2 separate regions of the Zea mays genome follow, and region 2 is linked to region 1. A link is a contact called in public Hi-C data. All regions are on one chromosome and are shown on one strand. The core of a region is the stretch at or near the end of the contact, and the rest is flanking DNA. Distances in the headings are between cores, read along the strand shown. Region 1 holds the start of LOC103631635 (guanylate-binding protein 1). Region 2 holds the start of LOC100281633 (60S ribosomal protein L18a).

Region 1 (2,700 bases), core at 55-2,554:
AACCAATGACTTGTGAAGCTTTTGCCAACTATTACTGTCTCACAATCTCAATCAATTCTTCGTATGATTTTGCAGAATCCTATGCTTAAAGCACCAACCACGCATGCAAGCGTAACATTCATATGATTCCAGAACATAAACAAGGTTCCCCGGACTAGTTGCACGATGATAACCACACTAATCCTTAAAAGGTGAGAAGACACCTACAACCAAAAACTCAATACTCCCTATGATAAAGGCAAAGCATTCACTTCCTAATAAAATGTAATACAACATTCTAATAATATATCACAATCCTATAAGGTGGCCAAATTGTAGTTCAAGTCATAAACTTCATTTGAAACACTGGTTTTGCTAACAAAAACTACACACCTAATATATGAACACAACTTTTCACCCTTAACCATTTGATGAAGAATTAAACCACCCGCAGTCCCACACTGCATAATAATCCATGGATTTTAATTCTGAAAGTCGGACTCAGACCCATGTTGAGTTCTAGTGTCATAATAATGCTTCTGACGAACATAGTGTCAACTCGCAACATATTTCCAAATTGCGGGTAAAAGCTACAACTCCACCAGTAAATAAACCCTAGAGCCCAAAAGGTTAAATAATAAACCCTACAAATCATGTTGCGAAAATTATCGCTTCAATTTCCAAAGGTCCGCTCGAAGCGACGAACAAACCAGCGGGCCATCCATCTCAGAAAAACAACGCCGAAACCCTAGCCGCGCACCGCGCCACAGATGCGCAGACCCCAAAAAAAAAACCTAAGCTTGCCCCGTCGCGCGTCGTACCTGGTTGAGGATGAAGCTCTTGCCCTGGCGCGCGCGGCCGCAGACGGAGACGACCCCGACGGGGCCCTTGACGAGCTGCAGCGCGGCCACCGCCTCGGGGTCCATCACGAACTTGCCCTTGTCGTCGCAGTACACCAGGCGGAGCGGCCGCGCGGCCGCGCCGCCGTCCCCGCTGATGGCGGGGGACGCGTCGCCGGTGCTGGGGCTTCCCCCGCGGAAGCCCAGCATCTGCAGCATCGCGAGGTCGCCCGCCGCCGACGGCAAGGGTCCCGTGACCGTGAGTGAGTGAGCCTGTGTGTGTTTTCTGACGGGGAGAGGAAAAAGAGAATCGGCAAGGGCAGCGAGTGTACTCCTCCCTCGAGGAGGGGGTTAAGCAAAATCGACGAAGCGACGCGGTTGCTTGAGTTGGCGGCGGATGGAGTCGGTCGGTTCCCGCCGCTGAGCTGGACTGTTGGGCCTTGGTCGGTGCAGAAAGCCTTTTTCTTTGTCCTTGTGATTCAGCAAGTCCGTGCTGAGCTGTGTGGGGTGGGCTTGTTTTTTTCTATTCCATTATTTTGTATTAAACACGGGTCAGATACCAAGATTTGCTTCCTCCCTGCAACAACAACAACAAAAATGTTTGTTCGTGTCGTGTATTTTTTTATAAGGATTGGTGGCCAATCTAGATGGTACACTTACTAGAAATATCGTGTATAAAGAAACGCTCACTTTATACGTGTTTGCCATCGGATAAACATGTGCGTTGACAGTTACCAGACTATGTTTTTTTTGTATCAGAGTTACCAGGCTATGTTGCTACAATGATATGGAATTTGTTTGTAAAATATTGGGTACCAAGATTCGTGAGCCCTATAATCCTGTGTATATCCTTCGCTAATATCCTTGAATTAGTGAGCCCTATTATTTAACCGGTTGTGAAAGAATGTTAAGTTTTCTCAATAAATACAGGCCCTGTACTAGACTATTTACAGAATTATGTTTGGAACGTTACCAGGTCACGGTGGGCCTCCAGTCCAAAGTGGTGCGAGAACTGCTAGTCGCATTTCCTCCGTGGGCCTATCTGGACTGCTCATTTTGATTAGTGGGCTTCCATCACGAAGTCCTCGAGGGACCGGAGAGGCACGATTCACACTCATTGAGGAACTATTTCGCCTCAGAACTCCACAAGGCACCCACACACCCATTCAGGAAGTATTCCATGACGCAGCTGTTGAGTGAGCACGACTCCTCATTCCTTCCATTATTGGTTGGCCCGCCGTATCTGGAAAGCAAGCCTGTCTGAATCGCGGGCACGTCCCATCCATACCAGATTAGCAAAAGCAAGCCGGTGTCCGACGGCCCACGCGAATCGCACTCTCTTTTGTGCGACGCCCGTTCGCGACAGAATCTTACAGGCGCCGCTTGGTCGGACGGATGTCGACCGCGCGCCCCGTTACTTCTCCCTAATCAAACTTCACTCTGCAAACATTGCCGTGCGTGTTTTCAGTCAGCAGCCGAGCGCTGAAGTAAGACCAAGTGAAACAGTAAGAGCAAACACTGTAGTGTAGTGAGTGGGTCGTTTGCAGTACTGATGGGAGACAAATAATGGCGACAGTGCCGAGTTGGATTTAATTACAAGAGGACACGTACGGACTGATCGACCTCTCTCGATGATCGAGAACGAAAGTTGAAAGAAGAAGAAAAAAAAGAAGGCATTGGAGTGAGTCGACCGACCCTCATAAGCCGGGAATTGAAAGCGAAGCTTGTAGCAAGCTAGCACTAGTAGCTAGGCCAGCACTGGAAAGGAAGCCGCGCGGGGATGCAAGATGCTAGTATACGTACCGAACAAAAGGTTTCAGCTGCCTCAAAAGCAAAAGGGAAATGCACGCACGCTCCACCATGCCATGCATGCAGCTGACAC
Region 2 (2,700 bases), core at 78-2,577, 180 kb after region 1:
AAAAAATCTGCTAAGCATAACTAGTATTAATTACTGATTTTGAATTGTAATCTGCTGAAAATGTCCATTGAACTATACAGGACTGCTAAATTGTTAAACGTGTTTGTTTGTTTGCTGATTTTGCTTCTAATTTGCTGTGGCAGGCCGTTGTTGCTGCCGTTGCCATCCTCTTGGGGGTAACTAAAGGAACGCACGTGTGGTGAATTGCCTCCAGAGAAGGCAATCAATGTGTATTTGCGTTGTATATCTGTGTGTGCTAAAAAGTGTGGAGCAACATCCATGTGATCTTATGTCCATATATATTCTACTTTGCAATGAAGTTTGAAATGTAGTAATGTACCATCTGCTTCTTGTAAGCAGCACTGCATCATATATAATAAGATACCTTTTATTTAAATTGCGGAATTTCTGTTTTCGAATGAAGATGCAGCACTGGACGTCTCAGATATTATATAGTACTTCCTCCGTTTCTTTTTATTTGTCGCTGTTACACTATCCAGCGACAAATAAAAAGAAACGGAGAGAGTATTATACATCAAGGGTCAATTATACCCAGAAAATGGAGTAATTACTGTACATCGGCGCGTACCTGCCGTTGGTGAGCACCTTGATGACGTCGCCGACGTTGGCCACCAGTGCTCTAGGGATGGGGTCGACGCTGATCCACGCGCCGTACCTCCTGATCTACAGCCCCGGAACGACGCTGACCTGGAGCAGCAGCGTGAGGCCGACTACGTCCGAGTGTTGCTTCGTCTACCTCGAGCGCCGCCTCGTGCGGAACCTCACGTTCGCGTTTGATTGGCTCGATGGCGACGCCGAGCCCGCCGTGGCTACGGACCCCATCGTGTTCGACGCGTTCGGAAGGACGGCTTCCACACCAGCTGAGGCCACCGGTGGGAAGCGACGCTGGACGTACTACAAGCTGCTCGGCGTCTACCTCAGGAAGCAGCAAAGGTAACATGTAGCTGACAGCGTGACATCTAAGCAAATTAATCACTGTCGGACGTTCCTGATACGAAGATCGAGTCCATATCGACGTTTGCACGTAGTGTAGATTTCTAAATGATCGAAACCCTCTACTATCCTAGGCTTTTATTTCGTCGAAGCCGACCGTGTGCCATGTTTCGTAATAGTAAAAATCTTACCAGAGAGAAGTCCTGCCTCTACCCGGCCCAGTTTATTGTTGTCAGAGATACAGCCCGATATATTATTGGCCCAGACTCGAACAAACTAAATCAAGCATTCAGGCCCACGACACACGGCCTGCTAGGGTTTCTTGCCCGATCACTTAAATACTCCTCCGCCTCCCTCTCCTCCCAAGACGGCCGCCATCTCCCCTGTTCGGTTTTAGGAGACCTGCGCCGCCCCTCCGGCCACGCGAGCTCGCCGAAATGGTCGCCCACAGGGTAAGCCTACCGCCGCCGCCGCCTCCTCCATCTCTTCTTGTCTTGATCCGACGCGTCTTTTCTCTCCCCGGTGTTTCTGATCTCCACCGCTTTTCTGTTATATGTTCTGGTGCGGCAGTTCCATCAGTACCAGGTGGTGGGTCGCGCGCTGCCGACCCCGACCGATGAGCACCCCAAGATCTACCGCATGAAGCTCTGGGCCACTAACGAGGTTCGCGCCAAGTCGAAGTTCTGGTCAGTGCCGTACACCCTGGGGCTTATGCTAGGATTCTCTGATTGTTTTTTTCCGTTGCGTATTTCTGACGGTGGCGTCTTGCTTGCTTGCGTGCAGGTACTTCCTGAGAAAGCTGAAGAAGGTGAAGAAGAGCAATGGCCAGATGCTCGCCATCAACGAGGTACAACCAATCCTTCACCCTCGTACCGTGAACGTTGCTCCGCTTTATGAATTAGTGTCGGTCGAATGATTTAGCAATGCCAGCATTCCATAGATAGGTGTCGTTGATATGTTGCCATTGCTGATGTTATGCCGTGAAGTTCATGCCCTTCCTGGCGGATTAGTCATAATGTCTCACTTCACTTCATCATTGATTAGTTAAGTTCTATAGATGAAATATATATGTGTTCGGTAGTCCTTCAATAAGAGCTAAAAAACGTAGAGATTACCCTTGTTTCAATGTAGAGAGATCTTAGATTTTATTTCGGGGTCTGTACACCTTTGGATTTGTCACTCGTGTATGGACTAGGTTTGCTCTCTGATTATTTGAGCAATGAGTAGGGTGGTGTTCTACATGAAACTGTGGTGTTGAATACTATCATTTTAGAGAAGTGAGGGCTGTTTACCATATTAAAGAATTGAGGGAGTAGTGTTTCTGTTTCAGCTGAAGTGATATCACACTTCTTCAGTTTGCATTTGCTTGTCAGTTTTGAATTTTACCATTACATGATCATTCGGGGTCAAAACTGACAAGCACTCATAATGTAAACATGGGAAGTGCATGTGTTCCGCTGTGTGTAGAGCTCCAAACTTTCAATTCATGTAAAAATCCTGTTGCAGCTATGGCTTCCTAACAACCTTGATGACCTGATTTTGTAACATTTTCTGGTGGCAAATTTAAAATGAGCTGATTCAGTAACGTCTGTTGCATGGTGTTCGGCTACCTAACAATTTTCTTAGTTGTTGAGGGGTTTCATTGATGTTTTTTTTGCAGCCCGCCTTAGATAGATATAGCCAAAGCTGACTCTGTAATGTATGCTGATTGCTGAATGGTGTTAGTTGTCGACGGTTTTTTGTTGG

The links. A called contact is a pair of places that touch in the nucleus more often than the background predicts.
Region 2: a contact with region 1 is called in a Hi-C map of tassel, with 2.3 times the contacts expected there. The contact joins the promoter of LOC100281633 here to the promoter of LOC103631635 in region 1. A contact is called at or near these places in 2 of 25 Hi-C or Micro-C datasets (ear and tassel).

Annotation. Positions count from the first base shown.
Region 1 is chr6:175,961,702-175,964,401 of Zm-B73-REFERENCE-NAM-5.0, forward strand. It overlaps LOC103631635 (guanylate-binding protein 1), which reads right to left and starts at 1,305. Exons shown (of 14, transcript XM_020539652.3): 1 at 801-1,305. The coding sequence starts at 1,037.
Region 2 is chr6:176,142,778-176,145,477 of Zm-B73-REFERENCE-NAM-5.0, forward strand. LOC100281633 (60S ribosomal protein L18a) reads left to right here and starts at 1,328. Exons shown (of 4, transcript NM_001372482.1): 1 at 1,328-1,406; 2 at 1,525-1,640; 3 at 1,738-1,801. The coding sequence starts at 1,392. LOC100273370 (60S ribosomal protein L18a-like) reads left to right here. Exons shown (of 4, transcript NM_001147809.1): 4 at 144-403. The coding sequence ends at 203.